Linked DNA regions of Pan troglodytes: region 2 is linked to region 1. Evidence: chromatin contacts called from public Hi-C data. All regions are on one chromosome and are shown on one strand. The core of a region is the stretch at or near the end of the contact, and the rest is flanking DNA. Distances in the headings are between cores, read along the strand shown.

Region 1 (4,211 bases), core at 1,027-3,526:
TCTTATACTAAAATATACTCTACTTAGCTATAAATGGTTTACATTCAAAGGAAGAAGTAAGATAACTACTGAAGTAGAGTATCAGGACCAATAGAAGTGATATTTCAATTTGAGTGATTGCCTGAGGGGGTAAGATTCTGGGGTGAGAATCTAGACCCTAACAAAACTAGACCCCTGGCTTCAGGCTTTACATCCAGTCCAATGCCCTCTTCCCATTGTCCCAACCTTCTGGAGGGTTGGCGTGTAAACATTGACATAAAATGAAAAAAATCATTTGACCGTGCTTCTTGTAAACATCAGTAATCTAATTTTAACTGAAAACATGCCAAGAATAGACATGGAATTGTACATTTATGTAAAGTAGGAGGATGTGTGTTTGTATAGATAGATGGATGCGTAGATTTTTTTTTTTTTTTTGAGACAGGGTCTCGCTCTGTCGCCCAGACTTAAGTACAAAGTCGTGATCTTGGCTCACTGCAACCTCCACCTTCCAGGCTCAAGCCATCCCACCTCAGCCTCCCCAAGTAGCTGGGACTACAGGCATGTGCCACCACACCCAGTTAATTTTTGTATTTTTAGTAGAGACAGGGTTTTGCCATGTTGCCCAGACTGGTCTTGAATTCCTGGGCTCAAGCAATCTGAAGTGCTGGAATTACAGGCGTGAGCCACCTCACCTGGCCAGTAGGAGGGTATATTTTATGAAAAAGTAGTTGTGACCCCTATTACCTACGTGAATCTGGTTCTTGGTTAAACCTCAGTGGTGAATATAGGTTAATCATGTGCAAAATGTATAATAATTTTCAGGTTCTGTGGGTGGTTCAGCTGTTCAGAAGATTTTCACCTCTCAGGCTTTTAGAATATGATTTGAGGAATGATGAGGGTCATAACAGAAGGCAAAATATGCTTCCATAGATGGTTTATATATTTAAAAAAAATTTTTTTTGCGTATTTTAAACCCTAAATAGTGTTTCTAGCCTGTAAGATGGATAAGGTGGATTGGGTGAGAGCATTTGTTAAAGCAGTAGTACAGTACTCTTGCATCTCCTTTTCCCTTTTGCGTATACCTGTACACGTTTGTGTATGTGTATAATTGTGTTCTTTTAGACTACCTACAGAAAGTGCCCTTTGACAAGTAGCCTCTGCATGTTGGTTCTTTGTAGGCTCTACTATTAACGTGGAAGACATCTCAAAGAAATACACTGGGAATTCCCAAAGGGGAGAGTAAGTTTAGGTTGAAAGTGAAAGAGGTGTTCAGGAGGAAATGATGGTTGTAGAAATTGATTTTGTATCATCTCCATTCTAAAAAGAAGCTATTTTATAACCCAGTTGATTGTATCACCTACAACTTTATGGCCTATAGAAAGAACTGCTCTTACGTAAAGTACATGAATTGAGAGCTGTCCTCCCGAAGCCAGTTTCCCTGACTATAAAATCTGAAATAGTCCATCTACTGCGTGGCATTTTAATCCCCTCAGTCCTCCATTATTCTCAGAATTTTCCGCTTATAGGATAAATACATTACTCAAAGGTTTTGTGTTAATTTTTATACCTGTTTTTACTTATAGCCTGTTTCTTTTTTTCTTTACCAAAAAGCATTGTCTTCTGATTTTGAGAGTTTTAATTCTTAAGTATCAGTTGATGAATTAATAAAATGTAAATGTAAAATGCACATCTCTTAAACCTGAATACAGAACATATGAATATAGAGGATTCTCTTACATTTATGCAGGATTTTACCTAGGTCGGAAACTGAGATGCAATTGTGTGAAATAGATGTCGTCCAACCTGCTTTGTATGTTGTTCATTCTGCTCTAAAAACAGCTAATTTTAATCATTGATGTAGGAAATAAATGTTTCACAGACTTTTCCCCATTCATTAGTGATTGCAGATTCATAGACATCAAAACTGAGAAAAGTGGTTTCCTCTAAGCCTTAACAAAGATTAGTGCTGGAGCTCTGGGAAGATGGCAGTATTCATTGTTATTCTTCAGTTGTCTGGAAGGTTCGCGAGTGATATACGCAGCCTGGGAAACAAGAAAACAGGTCAAAAATCTAAAAGAAATCTCTAAAATAGAGAAGATGATTTCCCTGACAAAGCATTATTAGAAAAAGTATAAAACTAAGGAAGTTCTGCCTTCTGGTTATGAAACCCAGCCTGATTCTAATGAAATTCAACCAAAATGCCAAAGCTAGAGTGATTTTTACCTTGCATAGTTGGGTTTGCATTCGTGTCCCCTGCTGAGAGCTGCTTTGCCTCCCACTTCCCCTCCCCGATTTAAGCCAGATACTTCCTGAGCCAAGTTGGAGAGGACTGGAGCAACCTATCATCATAACTGGGCTAGAGTTACTCTTGATGAAACATCCCTCTTTTCATTTGCAGAACTGTCAGAAATGCCTAAAATGCTGCTTAAGTGAGGTTTTAGAAAGAATTTTGCCATCTGCTTCCTGATTCCACATCTTTATTTTGACAGAACATTTCATAGGCCGTATTTGGCAGTTCCTCTGTTTGGATGTCATTTTAATATGTTGCTTTTTTCTCTGATTATCAACACTGAGGATTTTCATGTATATGATTTATTTCCAGTTTATATTTTAACAGATTGCAGATAAATCAGTGATTGCAGAGAAATCAGATGGATCAACATTTTCACTATTTATTACTTTTTATGTATTTATTACTATTTATTTATTACTAGTATGCTTTGGTACTATATAGTTGATGAAAATAGTGGGCACTGGTGACCTGAAGAAGCAAAATTAGCAGTCCATATTTTTATAGGTTTGATTCAGTGACTCTCAAGCCCTAGATCTGTATATGCATGGTCATGTGTAGGACAAAAATCATCTTTTTTTCTCTTTTTGGTTAATTATATATTTTGTCCCTGAGACTGTGAAGTGAGTTGAATCTGTATAACCTATTTTTGTCCGTAAGCTCTTCTCTGGTTTAGCAGTTCTCTAGATTTAGGTATTGGACTTATATATATATATTTCCAATATCCACCTCATTGAATTATAGACTTAGTTCCTACAGTAGTTCCACAGAGCTTCCAAATAAGGGTAAGGATAATGGGTAAGTAAGTACTTACCTCTCATCTTCACTTCCATAGAAGAAGGCTGAGTGCAGTACATTTGTATCTACACTTTATAAATTATGAACTAGTTTTTCATCAAAAAATTTCATGGATGCCAGGCGCGGTGGATCTCGCCTGTAATCCCAATACTTTGGGAGGCCAAGGCGGGCAGATCACCTGAGGTCAGGAGTTCGAGACCAGCCTGGCCAACATGGTGAAACCTCTGCTCTACTAAAAATACAAAAATTAGCCGGGTGTGGTGGTGCGTGCCTGTAATCCCCAGCTACTTGGGAGGCCGAGGCAGGAGAATCACTTGAACTCAGAGGCGGAGGTTGCAGTGAGCCGAGATTGTGCCATTCCAGCCTGGACAACAGAGTGAAACTCCATCTTTAAAAAAAAAAAAAAAATTGATGGTTGGGTAGATTAAGAATTATTTTGTCTTTATATAGGTCTCAAAGCTCATGGCCACAATATTTTCCTCTTCAGAATGGCAGGACTATGGGAAGGAATGTGCATTCAGAGCAACGGGGAAAGGCTATAGGGAAATTAATTTCTAAATATTTGGCTGAGTGATTGTGGACTCTTCCTTGGAAGTCTTTAAACACAGAATAGATCCTCCTATTTGGAATGACTTAAGGGTAAAGGAAAAGGAATGGATTAGCAGGCGCCTTAAAGACCCCAAGAGCTTTAGAGATTTGTGTGTGGCCCATGTCAGTGACAGATGGAACAGTAAGTTCAATAGACGTCATGTCTGCTGCTCCCAGGCTATGCTTCCTTTAATGTAGTGACCTTCTGGGAGCATTGTCCTCAATTGTCTGCAAGAGGGAAAGGAGTACATCTAAATTTCTGGTAAACTTAATTTGGGTGGCTTATTACCTACTGTTATGTATCTTTTAAAGATCCAGTGATCCAAAAAGCTGTGCTTTGCCCAAAATTCCAAAATGAGAAAACCATAAAAACCACCCTCTAGTTTCTGGAGCCATTTTCAAATCTGTGTTGATTCTGAAGGAATTTCATTTATGTAGCATTTTCTCATGTTAACAGTCCTTCCCCTAAGGGATTATGGGTAGAGGAAAGAAGATGAGGTGGTAAGGAGGCACTGGAGGAGATGAAGTCTGATTTGTTTAGAAAGGACCGATG
Region 2 (4,211 bases), core at 544-3,043, 390 kb after region 1:
TTCATCTGAACATTTACCCTAATACTTCATCGAACTCCATCTACATGCTACATACTGATGACCATGGCTATTGTTCATTTTATCCCATAAGTCAAAGATTGTGTCTGTTTTGCTTGTTCAATTGTCAGTGTAACAATAATGAAAAATAATGGTAATAACTGTCACTTAGTGAGTTTTTACCTGAAGCCAAGCACATAATCATTTACCATTCTTTCAACTGATGCTCACAGTTACCTGATGGGATAAGAGCTTTATTATCCCAGTTTTTACAGATGAGAAAATTAAGGTTCAAAGCTATTCAGTAACTTGCCCAAGTTACAGAGATGGGACCTGAGCTTGGAAGTCTAGCTCTAAAGACCTTGTTCCTGTCCACTGTGAATATTGTTCTGCTTAGCATTCACAAGTAATAGATGAACGTTCAGGAATTCAGTGACTAAGGAAATAATCATGTTTCCAGGTATAGTTCATTGCATAAAAATTAATGTGACTTGAGACATCACAGAATTGAGCTAGGAGGGAAGTATAGCATTTCCAGTGTCTTCAGAGCAGTTTGTTAATAGAAGAGGTGTTGAGAGCTGGGTTGGCTTATTCCTAACAGAGCACAGAGCACTGACCTCCAGGGACACAGCCAAGACTTACTGAATACTTACTATGTTCCAGGCAGTGGGCTCAAAGCCCAGCGTGTTTTTCTGTTTAATCCTCACAACAACCTCACCTTACAGAGGAGGCTCAGAAAGGTGAAGCAACTTGCCCAAGGTCATCCAGCTAGTGGTTGGTGGAGTCAGGACACTTCATTGCTCTGCTGGACTCCTCTCAGGTGCCCCTGGGGGAACTTCAGATTGTCTTATAGGCCCCAGCTTCCCAAAGGATGCCCTCTGAATGGAGGGAGGAAGTTAGAGGGAGGATCAGGGTCTACCAGGAGGCTGCCAAAGGTGTGCGCTGGGAAATGCTCCTGGTCTGGAGGGTTTGAGGGAGCATGTCTGCTCTAGGAAAATCCAAATGGGCTTAGAAGAATCATGTCAAGGCCCAGGATAAGACTGCAAATATGTTTGGAATCTAAGCCTGTAAAACCTGTAAAATGTGCCCTCTAGTTATCTTTGTGTTTTTTTGTTTTGTTTTGTTTTGTTTTTTTGAGACAAGATCTCACTCTGTCGCCCAGGCTGGAGTGCGGTGGGGCAATCATGGCTCACTGAAGTCTCAACCTCCCAGGTTCAAGTGATCCTCCTGCTTCAGCCTCCCAAGTAGCTGGGACTACAGGCACTGTGTCCAGCTATTTTCGTTGTTGTTGTTATTGTTTTGTAGAGACAGGGTCTTGCTATGTTGCCCAAACTCCTGGACTCAAGTAATCCGTCCACCTTATCCTTCCAAAGTGCTGGGGTCACAGGCATGAGCCACCACTGCAGGCATAAGGCCTCTAGAAGGCCTAAGGCTTCTTTAGAAGTCAGAATGTGTCTTATAATTTTATAGTACCTAACTTTGCTGGCCACACCATAGGTACTTAATAGATACGAAGGAACAAGTGAATGAATCAATGAATGACAAGGAGAAGGCAGCCTGTGTGTGGGTAGCAGTCTGCTTAGGAACCCTTTCCTCCAGATACACGTATAAAGTAATGGTTCTGGTTGCTCTTATGAAAAGTTTGTGAAGTATGTTTTCAAGTTGGATTTGAGTGTGGGGCTCTGGAGACAGTGCCTGGGTTCAAATTCTTGCTCTGCCACCCCTAGTGATTGTCTGTGGCAAGTCAGTGAACCTATCCAGGCCCCTTGCTGTGAGTTGCAGGTGAAGCACCTGGCTAGAGGAGGCGCTTGGTAAATCCCAGCTATGCTAATCACAGTACCAAAACCCAGTCCAGCTGGAGGCAGTGCATCCGCCGTGGTTTACAAAGGCACCAGGGAATTGTTTCCCTCAGCATGTGAGCGTAAAATTCTCAGTCCCAAGTTGAACCCAAATGTGCAGGAACAAACACCTGGCCCCAAATATAATTTCCTCCCGCGGCTCATTGCAGCCCCGAGGAAATCACCGGGGGAGGGCTCGGGAGTGCGGCGCGGCAGCCCCATAATTTCCAGGGCCCTTCTCCTACACTGACACGTAATTGTCAGATTGTTTTATGAGAGCAGCTTCCTGCCCGCTTCCTGCCTGGCTTCCAAATGTGCTCATTCCCGAGGAAGCCTCACTTCTCCTTCTCGCCCTTAATCGCTCCTTTCCTGCCCGCCCCAGCCCCCAGGCTGGGCGATTTCCTAAATCACTCGGAATTGGCTTCCAGCGCCGGCGCCCCGGGTGGGCTCCCGGAGCGCGCGGGCCTGTGACCCGGAGGTCAGAGATGCCTCCGTCCTGTTTGATGTCTTGCCCTGGGGGCCTTCCCTCGCCCACCCCCTTTCCCCTCCCCTCCGGAGCTGATTTGGCTCCTGAAGTCAGGGAGAGATAATTCCCTGATCTGTTGCTCTTTGCTCTCCCTCCTGGGCTGGAGAGCAGGAGCCCTGCCTGGGTCCTCAGCCCACTCCCCTTCCCCACCCAAATGGGGCAATTCCAAATATTCCACCCTGAAGGAACTCCTTTCCTTAGGACCATTTCCCTGTCTCTCCAAAAGCCAACTGTTAGGAGGAAGTGATAAGCCCTAACACTTTTAGCTTAATTTTCCCCATTTGAAGAATTTCCGAGGAAGCATCATGGGGCTTTTTATATCTTAACTGTGTATTTTTTTATTACTAAAGAAATATGCAATCACGGTAAAAAAAATTTCAAACAGATCGTTTCCAGACGGAACCACAGTTAACAGTATTTTGAGTATCCTTCCAGAAGTGTTCCATACACATACAAGCATATAAAAGTATATATATGCTTTTTCTTTGCTTTACACAAATGGGAGCATATTGGACATCTTGTTCTACAACTTGCTATTTTTTATTTAGCACATTTTGGATGTTTTCCATTTCAATAAATCTAGCTTTACTCATTAAAAAAATTGTTACATCGGGAGGCTAAGGCAGGAGAATCGCTTGAACCCGAGAGATGGAGGCTGCAGTGAGCCAAGATCGGGCCATTGCACTCCAGCCTGGGTAACAAGAGCAAAACTCTGTCTCAAAAAAAAAAAAAAAAAAAAGTTCATGCCAGTGAAAACTCCAGTGAAAGTGTGTAGTTGCACGTACCATCACAAACACACATACAATCAAACTTTTTAACAGTCCTAAAAGAAATTTTAGTATTATTTAACTATTTAGGGGTGGGCTTCTAACCTTATTCCCAAATAATGACTGATTATTTTCTGTGATTCTCAGCTCATGAAAATTTGACCATTTTTCTATTATTTATCTGCATCTTACTGATTTGAAGATCTCTTCATCTAAATAGGAAAATAACGCTTTTCTATCATAGATTTTATCCGTAGTTCCCAACTTTATCATTTGTCATTTAGGCTTGTTTATGATATATTTTTCCCAAATAATATTTTAAAAATTATTTAATATAATAGTGAATTTATCAATTCTTTTGTTTTTTGCTTCTGGACATGCTTAGAAACCCTTCCATAAGCCAAGTGTGGTAGTTCATGCACCTGTAATCCCAGCACTTTGGGAGGCTGAGGTGGGAGTACTGCATGAGTCCAGGAGTTCGAGACCAACCTGGGCAACATAGTGAGACCTCATCTCCACAAAAATAAAATTTAAAAAATTAGCCAGGCATGGTGTTATGCACCTATGATCCCAGCTACTTGGGAGGCTGAGGTGGGAGGATTGCTTGAGCCCAGGAATTTGAGGCTGTGGTGAGCTGTGATTGTGCCACTGCACTCCAGCCTGGGCAACAGACTGAGACCTCAACTTAAGAAAGGAAGGAAGAAAGAAAAAGAGAAAAGAAAGAGAAAAGAAGCCTACCCATAAACTAAGCATTTTTGAAAAATAACTCATGTTTTCCTTTGTATTTTTCACATTTAAATCTTTAAAATGTTGAGGGGAAAATAAATCATATAATACAGGTCGGACATTATTTCCCACCTCCCTTATCAGGTATTCTCATGCTATTCATTAACTAATGTGTCTTTTCTTGGCAGTTTTAAAAAATAAAATGTCTTCATATAAGGAAAACACTTATTGTTTCATAATGATAGCTTTCCCAATATGTGAAGCTCTTTAGAGAAGAAAATAATTTGATCCTTAGCAGCTTTAAAGATGATGAGACCCATCTTCCAGAAAAAACAGGTTCATTGCTTATATTTGACT

What was found. A called contact is a pair of places that touch in the nucleus more often than the background predicts.
Region 2: a Hi-C map of induced pluripotent stem cells shows a contact between it and region 1, with 2.9 times the contacts expected there. The contact joins two enhancer-like sites. A contact is called at or near these places in 3 of 7 Hi-C or Micro-C datasets (induced pluripotent stem cells and stem cell-derived neural progenitor cells) and 1 of 1 other capture datasets (stem cell-derived neural stem cells).

What each region holds. Positions count from the first base shown.
Region 1 is chr4:139,873,160-139,877,370 of NHGRI_mPanTro3-v2.0_pri, forward strand. No RefSeq gene overlaps it. Among named protein-coding and RNA genes, the nearest start is that of NDFIP1, 48 kb to the left of the region's middle. Within about 2 kb of position 2,277, at least 3 of the 24 cell types and tissues checked have an H3K27ac peak or open chromatin away from gene starts, as enhancers often do. A contact at or near this core is called in induced pluripotent stem cells, where this site is marked.
Region 2 is chr4:140,266,573-140,270,783 of NHGRI_mPanTro3-v2.0_pri, forward strand. All of the region lies in intron 2 of LOC107974888 (a long non-coding RNA gene), which reads left to right. Among named protein-coding and RNA genes, the nearest start is that of FGF1, 150 kb to the right of the region's middle. Within about 2 kb of position 1,794, at least 8 of the 24 cell types and tissues checked have an H3K27ac peak or open chromatin away from gene starts, as enhancers often do. A contact at or near this core is called in induced pluripotent stem cells, where this site is marked.